2 separate regions of the Rattus norvegicus genome follow, and region 1 is linked to region 2. A link is a contact called in public Hi-C data. All regions are on one chromosome and are shown on one strand. The core of a region is the stretch at or near the end of the contact, and the rest is flanking DNA. Distances in the headings are between cores, read along the strand shown. Region 1 overlaps Adk (adenosine kinase). Region 2 overlaps Adk (adenosine kinase).

Evidence for each region. A called contact is a pair of places that touch in the nucleus more often than the background predicts.
Region 1: a Hi-C map of Schwann cells shows a contact between it and region 2, with 2.2 times the contacts expected there. The contact joins two enhancer-like sites. A contact is called at or near these places in 2 of 12 Hi-C or Micro-C datasets (Schwann cells and frontal cortex).

Annotation. Positions count from the first base shown.
Region 1 is chr15:3,097,447-3,103,229 of GRCr8, reverse strand. The region is part of intron 6 of Adk (adenosine kinase); the gene reads left to right. Among named protein-coding and RNA genes, the nearest start is that of Trnad-auc2, 160 kb to the right of the region's middle. Within about 2 kb of position 4,024, at least 13 of the 93 cell types and tissues checked have an H3K27ac peak or open chromatin away from gene starts, as enhancers often do. A contact at or near this core is called in Schwann cells, where this site is marked.
Region 2 is chr15:2,983,957-2,989,220 of GRCr8, reverse strand. Adk (adenosine kinase) reads left to right here. Exons shown (of 11, transcript NM_012895.3): 8 at 1,036-1,071. Among named protein-coding and RNA genes, the nearest start is that of Trnad-auc2, 44 kb to the right of the region's middle. Within about 2 kb of position 1,295, at least 49 of the 93 cell types and tissues checked have an H3K27ac peak or open chromatin away from gene starts, as enhancers often do. A contact at or near this core is called in Schwann cells, where this site is marked.

The sequences.
Region 1 (5,783 bases), core at 2,775-5,274, 110 kb before region 2:
GGTGTCAAAAGGCCAGCCTGGGCAGCACAGTATCCCCACATCCCAAATAAAAAGTAAGCAGATGAGTAAAACACTGAAGTTAAGAAGGTGGGGTTGTTGGTTTGACTAAAGCTTTTTGTGGTAGTGCATATACAACAGCAGACACGCATCTCTGCCATCAGCGGTTTAGAATCCTGCGGGCCAAGTTGGTATCTCCTTAAGTAATAGCCCAAACAGTAAAGTGTAAAATGAGTGTAACGTTGTAGATAATGTGAAAGAGTTGATTATTTCTCTCCTCAGTCTCACACAGAGAGAGAGACAGAGACAAAGAGACAGAGACAGAGAGACAGACAAAGAGAGATAGACAGACAAAGAGAGACAGAGAGACAGACAGAGAGAGAGAGACAGAAACAGAGACAGAGACAGGGTTTGATACCAGGTCTCACTTGCAGCCCAGGCTCACCTCAGTCTTGCAGCCATTCTCCTGTCTCAGCATCTCCAATGCTGGGATTATTGGCATATACCACTAGATTGAGCTATCATTCTTTAATTGTCATTGTTTCTTGAGAAAATTTTCAGCAAGTTGAATTCTTTTTCGCCCTGAGAATGGCCTTGAACTTTGGATCCTCCCGCCTCTACCTCCCATCTGCTGGGACTGTAAGTTTATACCACCATGACCAGGCTGGGAACCAAGGCAAAGGCTTCATGAATGCAATGGAAATCTCTACCAACTGGGCTACAGCTCCGACCTCCCAGCCTTCTGAATCCCGTCTGTGTAGTTTTCCCAGAGAGATACCTGGTGATCGCTTTAATAGATGCAGCTTTTCAAGTTGGATAAAATGTTCATGCTACCACAAAGGAAAGGAAATCTTTGCTAATATCAATGCCAATATTCAATTAACAGAATAATCTTTTTACCTATTTAAAAGAAATAAGGTGGTCTTGGTTGTAAAAGCATAGATTTAGTAGGTTGGATGCTTTGGGTTTGTGGGCTTATTGCAATGTAATGAGAGTTTAGAATTTCATGTGAGATTGGAAATCGTGCTCATCCTGGTCTCATTTGTAAGAAAACAAGCATGTGTGCTCACGTAGCACCGAAAGTTAATTAGTAAATCATGCGCTCAGGTGTTTCTGCTTCTGCTTCCTTTCAGGGTTCCAGAGCAGCAAGCAATAATAGCGTGAGAAAATTAATTTCACTGACTATAATAAATATGAACGAGAGAGAAAATATATAAACATTATGGCGATAGTGTATATTTTATGGAGTATTTGTTTGTCTTTGAAGAGGTATATAAATTGAACAAAAAAAAAATAGCCCCCGAATATCGGCAGGCTGTATCCCACCATGTTTACTGATCATATTATAACATTTTTATAGTTCAGTATGATTTAATCAATAACTTGTGTTGTCTCTGCCCACCAGACAAATGGGATTGAATCAATTTTAACAGCTTTATTTCGGTATCTCTGTGTCATTGCGTCCACCATTTCATGCACACAGTTCAATGGATGCTCCCGTAGTTATAGAATTCTGCAGCCATCACCATAATCCAATTGGAGGACATTTATATCGTCACTGAAATACAGTCTAGCGTCCATTAGCAGCACCCCTGGATTTCGTCTTCTGCTCACTCGCTTCTCTCATTACAGCACCCGAGGGCCACACTGCAGAAACCCCCCGTTGCCTCTAGTCAGACTAGAATGCTCTTCTTTGTCTGTTGGCCAATATAATGGGAGTGACACGTGTGTTCCGGTCCTCTGTTCTTGCCCGTTTTTCTATTGCAGGTCTTCAAGATCCTTTGACTTTTATTCTAATTAATTTCTTCAGTACAAGCATGTTTTAGAGTAGGTTCTTAAAATGCCAGTATTTTATCTGATTTGTGTAAAAATGTGATAAATGGGGGTCTGTGGGGGATTTTTGGTTTTTTGTTTGTTTTTGTTTTATTTGGGGGAAGGGAAGTAGAATGAAGCAAAGTGAGCAGCCCTCTTCCTTCCAGTCCTTACCCTGGAAGACATGTCTTTACATGTATTTCTGTACCCATCAGTCATGCTCAGAACAGCGTGGGTTTCGCATCTGTATAGATGGATCTTCTGAGTCCAGGCTCGTGAGTTCCCTGTGGTGTTTCAGTGTTTGGCCTCCTTGCTTACAGATCCCTAAAGCTCTAGACTTGCAAAACTTACTTATGATCTCCCTTTCATAATACTGCTCCTCTGCTCGTCACTAAAGATAGCAGACAGTTCTAAATCATTGAAGGTTTCTGAAAGACAGACGGCTTCTCTTCCACCTTCTGCTCCTCTTGTCTTGTCCAGTGCTTCTCCGACGGTGTGGCCCACCCTCGTTGGTTTTCTCTGTAACTCCACTTCTCCTACACCACCTGCTTCCCACATTACACTCCACCCGGCCTGCGCAGAAGCCTGTGAGTGACTTCTTGCTTTAAAGCATTAACTTCTGCTTTAATTACTTCTGGGACAATTCCAGCCCATTTTTAAATGTATGTCAGAATTAGCAATTAAATGTCAAGGAGTTACCCACCCAGCAGTGTTTTTAGTTCTCTTTTTCAGAGTGATGTACACATAACAGAGTTAAGAAACCCTACAGCCCTTGTTGAAGCGCTCAGATATGTTTCTCACATTTTGTATGGCCTCTAGGTTTACTGTATCTTTAATATGAAATTGGTGATAAACTCAATATAGGCTTTAAAATGTTTTACCTGTAAACAGCAACTAGCACCACTATATCCCTCAGATATTTTAATATGGTTGTGTGGTAATTATATTTTCTGAATTTGGAGTTCTATTTCTCAAACTGACGTTTGTGTGTGTGTGTGTTTACTTTCCTAAGTCAACCAAGACTTAGTTTTTATAAAAATACACACGATTGGGTCAGGCTCCATTGAAGCAGTGTTGGTTATTATGAACAGTAAGCAGAGTCTTTAAAATCAAAGGTCTGATTATTTACTCCTTTAAAAGCATGGATATGTTTTTATTCTCTGGATACAATCAGTGGCTTTTTAATGATTAGTGCTCTGCTCTAGAGCTTCTGCAGTTTGATTTTATTTCATCTGTCAAGGGTAGTGATTGTGATGTTTTAAAGCACCCTCTAGCCTTCCCACTCCCTCGGATGAGCTGAACTGCGACACTTTGTAGTAAGTTTGCTACACAGTGCACACCCTGGTGAGAATCAGTGTCCACTGGCTTATTAGCTTCCCAGATGCTTTCAGAATACTTAGTGCTCTCTTGGGTATATTAAATTATCATATCCTGACAGCAGTCCTGAAACATGCCAGTCTTATAAAGCCGTATTTCTGAGAGTTAAAGCCAGGCTTCAGTGAACCATAGCTGACATGCCATGTTAATTTCCATAACTATCATTACTGGGGGTGGCAGTGTTTCTAAGACATGAAAAATCTTAATAAATCTACCCAGTTTAAAAAAAAATCACATTATGTTACCTTATCACAGGGTTTCTAATCACAAGGCCTGATTTTCTTCCGTCCCGACTGAATCATTTCCCAAATAATGATTAGCATCTTTACCCTGACCATGGGTTATTAAATATTTACTTAAGTGTACAATATACCAAAACACAATATTTTGAATGTTCTGTTTTCTCAGTATGCACTGTTCATGCTGTGAATGAAAACCTCTTACCATCTCATATAGCATATTTACATATACAAATGATTTTGCCTGAAGTAGGAAAGACACAGCTGACAGATACATAGGTTAATTTGCTTTCTTAAATTGCAGCAGACTGTCCTGTGATTCTTTTGTGTGTCTGGGGCTATGTTGTAGAGAAAGAAATCACCAAGCCACATTTTAAGGACATTGGCCTTTTGTATCTGATCCTTAATACATTTATATACGTCCAAATAGAATATTTCTTTATAAATCCTTACCTTCAGATTATTAATAATGGAAGGAATGCGTTTTTGAATCCTGTAGCCCCCCTCCCCCTGCACAGCTTTTAGATGGTAGATAAACTTCCCAGCTCAGTAATTACCGGAGCTCAGTCATCGCACCCTGTATCATGTGATTTTTTTTTTCCAGAGGAATACATTATTAGAGCACTTACACAGCCAGTCTAGCTGCAGCAGCCCAGGCAGCAACAGCAGTGCCATTTTTCACAAAGAAAATGTTGAACAGGAGCCAAATGTTTGGTGGCAGTCTGTTGCTAGGAAATCAAGGTCCTGAGGCGATTAATGACAAAGCAAGCAATAAGAAGAAGGCAGAATTACAGATTTAAAGAGAAAAAAGTGGTTGGTGTTATAATTACCCAAAGAAACCCGCTCTCATTAAATTGGCTGTTTTTATGATTGACTTTAATTGGAGGTTAGCTCAGATATTTAGCTCCTTTCCCACCCCTTTAAACACACACAGGCACATAATCTGTAGAACTGCAGACTTGTTTTTCTAAGCATTGAGAGGAGCTTGCCCTGTAATTTGATCCCCACTGACAGATGCATTTTCTATGCTGCCATTTTGAATTAACCTATTGTAGGACAATTTTCTTCAGCCCTGTTGAATAAAACATCCAGTCTGATTACCTCCGATGGATTTGATAGAGTAAAAGAATGTGCTTCGCGTTGAAGTAGATTGTTTGCGTGGACTCTACTGATTTTGAACTCTGCCAATAAGCACAATCATTTGTAATAAATTTTCAAAGAAATTTCTGGCGAAAAGGTAATTTATAATGTTTAATGTTTTGGACCCTGCTGCAAAATGATATTCTTGTAAGGCAGTGTTTTATTTCTAGTATGCTTCATGTGAGTTCAGGAAAAAAAAACTTTAATATTTTAGGAATATAATGTTATATTTGTATACTCTAAAATGACCATTCTTCCTCCCTCACAAACAATATTTTCATATTTAGGTTCAACATAATTCAAAGCACTTTATTTCAAGAAATAATTTTATATGTATTATGCTTAACCACAGTGATTTTTTTTTTTTTTTTTGGTTCTTTTTTTTTTTTTTCGGAGCTGGGGACCGAACCCAGGGCCTTGCGCTTCCTAGGTAAGCGCTCTACCACTGAGCTAAATCCCCAGCCCCAACCACAGTGATTTTTAAATTGGCATATTCCACTCTTCGTAATAGACTTGCAAGCCTTTATTTGAATTGTCTAGCATTTGATAACGCACGTTACTGAGAAAGCACCTAGTCAGTTCTCCGGGTGTAGCAACAGAGGAAGACCCTGAGCTGATTTACTTATGAGAAGACTGCAGAAGAAAGTTCCCCTGCTCTCCAGGCTTCCAATCCAACCCGGGAACAGAAGAGCCGAGCACATTCTGTCTGACAATGCACAGGCTGCTAATCAGACACCAGTGCCAAGTGTCTGCTTTGTTAAATACTCAGCTTCCTAGAGGCAGGGAGACAGCTGCTATGAGGATGATGAAATTTGGTGGTTCAATCTATTTTTGCTACCCTTGGGCTACCAAGATATTGTTAATTTAGACCACCCCAATTGGTACACTTTAGGGAGTTTTTTAAAGAGTTTGTAATTAAAATGATAAAACATCATTATTACATTGAAGACCGTCTGTAAGTTTTACATTTGGCAGATACCTACTGAGATAGCCCCAGCATGTAATTTACAATGATGTAATGGGTGTAATTGCATTGTGGGAAAAAAAAGAGAGAGAGAGAGAAAGAGAGAGAACTATAGGAGGCGAGTGCTTCTATTAGAAGAGTTTCGAGATTTGCTTCTGTTTCATTTAAATCTACTCTATCCCAAAAATTGCCTACCAATATTTGAATGTAGTGGCTGTAAACCTTAAGATACTGTGCGGGGAGGGGGGGATGTT
Region 2 (5,264 bases), core at 46-2,545:
TCTATGTGTGACATTTTATCCTTAAATAATTCTGGACACAACTCTGAAAGGTAAAGACATTTTCCTTATCATACTGATCATTCCTAATATCAAACTAATAATTCCTCCTATCTTCTGATCTTCTATTCACCTCTGTTCAAACGCCTTTCACAGCGGGTTGGTTTAAAATAAGATGCAGCTGTATGCTGGTTTTGTTCATGTCCCCTCCCTTTAATTAAGGAACAATACTTGCCCCGTAAATATGTGTCATCTTACGGATTTGTTCACTGTCTGATTCGTTTCTCTCTTCCCTCATACATCAAGTTGTTGGACTAAAGTTTTGGTGAATTGGTGTGAAGATGTTTTGGCCAGAATACCTGCCGGTTGGTACAGTGAACTCCATTTTCCATCATGACAGGCACAGAATGTTTGGTGGTCCCACCATGAGGGAGGCTAACAGACAGGATTGATCACTGTCACATGGTGACAGCTTGACCCCCCTCCATTATGAAGTTACACTCTGCTCCCCGTGACCAGCGTGCAATCCACGGGAAGAGCTGGTTCCCTGCCATCCTCTCACCCAGTGACTCTTAAGAACCACCGGTGACCCCTGTCTCTATAAATTTCACATGGGGTTGGGAAATAATTGTTTTCCGCATCTATACATGGATGAGGAGGCGCTCCTGTCTCAGAAGGGCTTTCTGAGAGGAACTTCGTTAATTACAAATGGAGCCACCGGCATGGTCCTCGGGTTTCAAGTGAGTGTCGTTGCTTCCTGACTGAAGTCAGCACACCTGAACGCATTGGCAGCCGCTGTGCAAACACACGCCGCTTCCCCCCTGTTCTGGCTGGCGAAGTGTGTTGACACCACGCGGCCCATTGTTTTTCATGCCAAGACAAAAAGGAAATGCTTCTAGGGTAAATATAAAAATTAATCTATGTGAGGATATTGAGATAATTGTGTAAAAAAGAAGGCCAAGTTTCAAAATGAATTATTTCTTCATTATCTGGCACTTTATAATTAACTGTCCTTTTTTTTTTTTTTTTTGTTTCCAGGAGGCTGCCACTTTTGCTAGAGAGCAAGGCTTTGAGGTGAGTTAACCCACAATTGCACACTAAACAGATCCTAAAGGTTTTTTCTAGCTGATAATGAAGTTCTTTTGGACAGTGATTGATGTGCTATTATACTCTCAAGCCTCGCTGCAGTTGCCATGGAAACTTGGCAGTCGTCATGGTTTCTTTGTTCTGCCAGCACAGTGTTATGACGCACTCTGCTAGGTCTGCACCCAACATTGCCTACAGATGTTACTTATTGAATTTTGAAAAGCCTCTTGGGAAGCCAAGAGGTTGGGCACAGTTTCAAGCTGCCTCTGCAGATATGGGGCCCTGTCAGTTTGCTCAGTTAAAAAGCTAGCTCATTAGCTGGCATCACATTTCATAAGACCTCGGTGCCGAAGCAGTGGTGGGGCAAGAGGAAGAGTGAGCCATAGTGTCACTTGAATAAGCTCAGCCCTATCCCACGTAGATTAGCATTATGCAAACTCATTTCCTAAGGTCGTACTTACCAGTTGTTAGGGGCTGATTAATTTCAGTCCTGCTTATGAACGTCTTATTTGAGTCTTGTCTCCTTTTCATCTTTTTAAAAATAACATGGGATAATTTTTTTGTAAGGAAAATACTGATAATTAGCCTTAGTTTTCTGGTCTCGGTTCTGTTTACCTAATAGAAGGATGATCTTGTCAAGATTCGAAACTCCATGTGGTTTGTTGTTGGCAAAATCGAGACACAGTGAGGACCACGTTTCTGTCTGCATAACACTGTCTTCAGTTGACTGTCAGGAAACACTAGCTTCAGTCTGAACCCAGGTCAACTGACAGACAATTAACCAAGTCTTTGACGGCTGCGATAGTGAGGCAGAACAATGTCAAATGCTCTGATTTATACATCAACTTGTAGTATTATATGACTAGAGTAACTTTTTTTTTTTTTTGGCTCTTTTTTTCGGAGCTGGGGACCGAACCCAGGGCCTTGCGCTTCCTAGGCAAGCGCTCTACCACTGAGCTAAGTCCCCAACCCCTAGAGTAACTTTTTTAAATTATATTATTTATTTGGTAGGAGAGCACTTGCCTGCCACAGCATATGTATGAAGTTCAGAGGAGAACTTCCTGGAATCAGTTCTGTCCTTCCACCTTGTGGGTGTGGGTACTGAACTCAGGTCCTCTAGTTTGGCAGCCAGCACCCTTACCAGCTGAGCCACCCCACTCATGTAACTTTAGAAGTGTAATTAAGATTTAAGAACTCTACCCTCATTTGAATACTCAGTATTGTCTAACATGTATAGAAACCGTGTGTTGATTGAACAATACTAAGTAAGCTTTAAACACTCTAAAGAAATGTGGATTTGTGGTACGACTATTAATAAACTGTATTAAAAGCAGATTCAGGGCTGGAGAGATGGCTCAGTGGTTAAGAGCGCTGACTGCTCTTCCAGAGGTCCTGAGTTCAAACCTCAGCAACCACATGGTGGCTCACAACCATCTGTAATGGGATCTGATGCCCTCTTCTGGTGTGTCTGAAGAGCTACAGTGTACTCATATTCATATATAATAAATATATTTTTAAAAAAGCAGATTCATCATTAAGAAACAAAATAATATACATGTATGGTGACCATATAAACCAGAGAGACAGCTCCTCCTCATCATAGAGGAAGACCATGAGCATGTCTCCAAGAATGCCCTCAATTGTCTGCTACGTGGGAATGACACAGCCATTAACTTCTTAGACGTTTGCTTCCATTGTGTTACCACATTTGAGTCATTGTAGAAGTGAGCAGTGTAGAAATGATTTCCAAAGTTGCTTGTCTCATTTAATTTCCCAAACTGACAAATGCTGGAGAAGACCAGACAGAGTCAGGAGAGTGTTCACAAATGAAATGTGGGGCCACCAGATGCCTGGGCAGACAAAAGTGCCATGACCTTTGACCTCCACACTAGAGCTTTGAGATATACATGAACACATACACTAAATTAATGTAATTTTTTTAATGTGAGGCTATGTTAGCATTCATGTATGCAGAGAGAGAGAGAGAGAGAGAGAGAGAGATCTAAAACAAGTGTTTTGATTGTGAGAATATATGTAAATGCTTTCAGTCATTTTTAAAGTTTTAGCCCCCAGGCATGACTGTGCACATTCCTGTAATTCATGTACTCTAGAGGCAGAGGCAGGCAGACATCTGTGAGTTCAAAGCCAGCCAGGGATACCTTGTAAGACCCTATCTCAAATCATAAAGTTTTAACGATGCTAAGGTCCCCTTAACTAAAAACCAATATGCTCAACTATTACAAATTCAAATGTTTCATAGATAAGAAGTTTTAGAATATAAATTTGTAACTGTCAGTTAGCTGTATTATCATTAAAGAAAGTATTTGGTTTCACGCCTGGTTTTGCAGGCAGGCATATGATGTGCATATAGTAAAAATCTCAGTTTCATAGTGCTCCCGTGATGTTTCGGGGTTAGTCAGCCTGTTCAGGACCTTATTTCTTCTTGAGCTCTTTGCTCTAAGTGTACCTGGTTTACGTTCAGTCTTAGCGACAAATTGCACTCTCTATTTCCTGCTAAGCAGCACTATATTAACCTTTCATTAGTTCCTATTTACTGATTTAAAAATTGTTTCCCGGGGCTGGGGATTTAGCTCAGTGGTAGAGCGCTTACCTAGGAAGCGCAAGGCCCTGGGTTCGGTCCCCAGCTCCGAAAAAAAGAACCCAAAAAAAAAAAAAAATGGTTTCCCTTTTTGTCATATCTGCCATAATGGATTAGAGCATGGAAGCAAAGTAATCACCGTAGTCACCCGCCCCGTTACCGTCTGACGCACGAACCCAGCTCCACCAGTGATGCCAACAGTGCTGTTAGATTCAGGAAGCACGTACACCCCTCTACGGGTCCCCAGAAGCATCAGCAGCAGTGCAGGATATCTACGAGCCATGAGCAGAGTTGCCTCAAGTCAGCGTTATTAATAAAAATATAAGCAATGTGTGGAATGCTGAGAAATCCAGTGGTTTTTATAATGTCATTAATGTTGTCTTACTTCATTAGAGAAAAATATGAAAGCATAGGTTAGAGTGTGGTGCTCTTGAGTAAAACAAGACTAAATCACTTTATCTTAGCAATTTTCTGTCTATGAAAATGGCCCAGTGTCCCCAAGTCTAGTGTAACAAACCAGACAAACATTTGTATTTCCTCTCTCCTACTTTAATATTGGAACACCTTGAAAAGAAAGAAAGAAAGAAAGAAAGAAAGAAAGGAAGGAAGGAAGGAAGGAAGGAAGGAAGGAAGAAAGAAAGAAAGAAAGAAAGAAAGAAAGAAAGAAAGAAAGAAAGAAAGAAAACAAGACAAGTGGGGTGATTGAAGGAAAGGAATGGCAAACATCCTTCCTTCCTACCAGCACCCCTGCCCTCTCTTATTTTCTGTCATTAATTCCAATTCTTTCCCAAAACCACAGAGCGTTGCCATCGGTGATGTGACCGCCGACAAGGCCAGCCCAACACCTCTAAAAATAACCTGTGTTTATTCATCAGGAAAGACCCTCTGCGGCATTGTTTATGATGTCCTGGTGGGTTTCTCTGCAAATTCTAGATAATCTTTTATTTTTGTAAGCATCTTTAATCTTTAAAATGAATTGGGCATTTTTTTAGCAAGAAGCAGCAGCTTAGGAGAGCACTGGAGAAAGATAGAAGCTGGAGGTAGGCAGAGCACAGGCAGGAGAGTGGGTTTCTCTACTTAGGTGATAGAAAATTGCACAGCGCCCGATTTAAATGACAGACCTGCTAAGAATTTAAAATGACAATTCTTGGTAAAGAGTTTCATGAGGCCTTTTATTATTCTGGAAAAACAGCTCAGAGTACAGTGTGCTGTTAAGTCTTCTTTTTCGTGAACTGAACTGATTAAAGGTTTACATTGTTAGAATCTAAATAAAAACAAGGTACTTAAAAGCAGGCTTCATTATAAAGCCTTTTAAAAACTGTCATAAATTGATGTGAATTAAATAAAATGAGAAAAGAAACCTCCAAAACCTAAATTTAGTCACTCTCCCTATTTTCATTGTCTCCACAACAGAAATAAGTGCCAATTTTTGAAAGGAATTCAAACCATTGAGTCATTTATTCAGCATGACTCCAAGCAGAGATTTTCCTTCTCTTGGAGGTGTCTAAAGCATAATGCTCTCTCCACATGGGGAGCAGAGTGATCTCATTCCTCTTCCCTCCTTCCGCCAGCTTCTGATTAC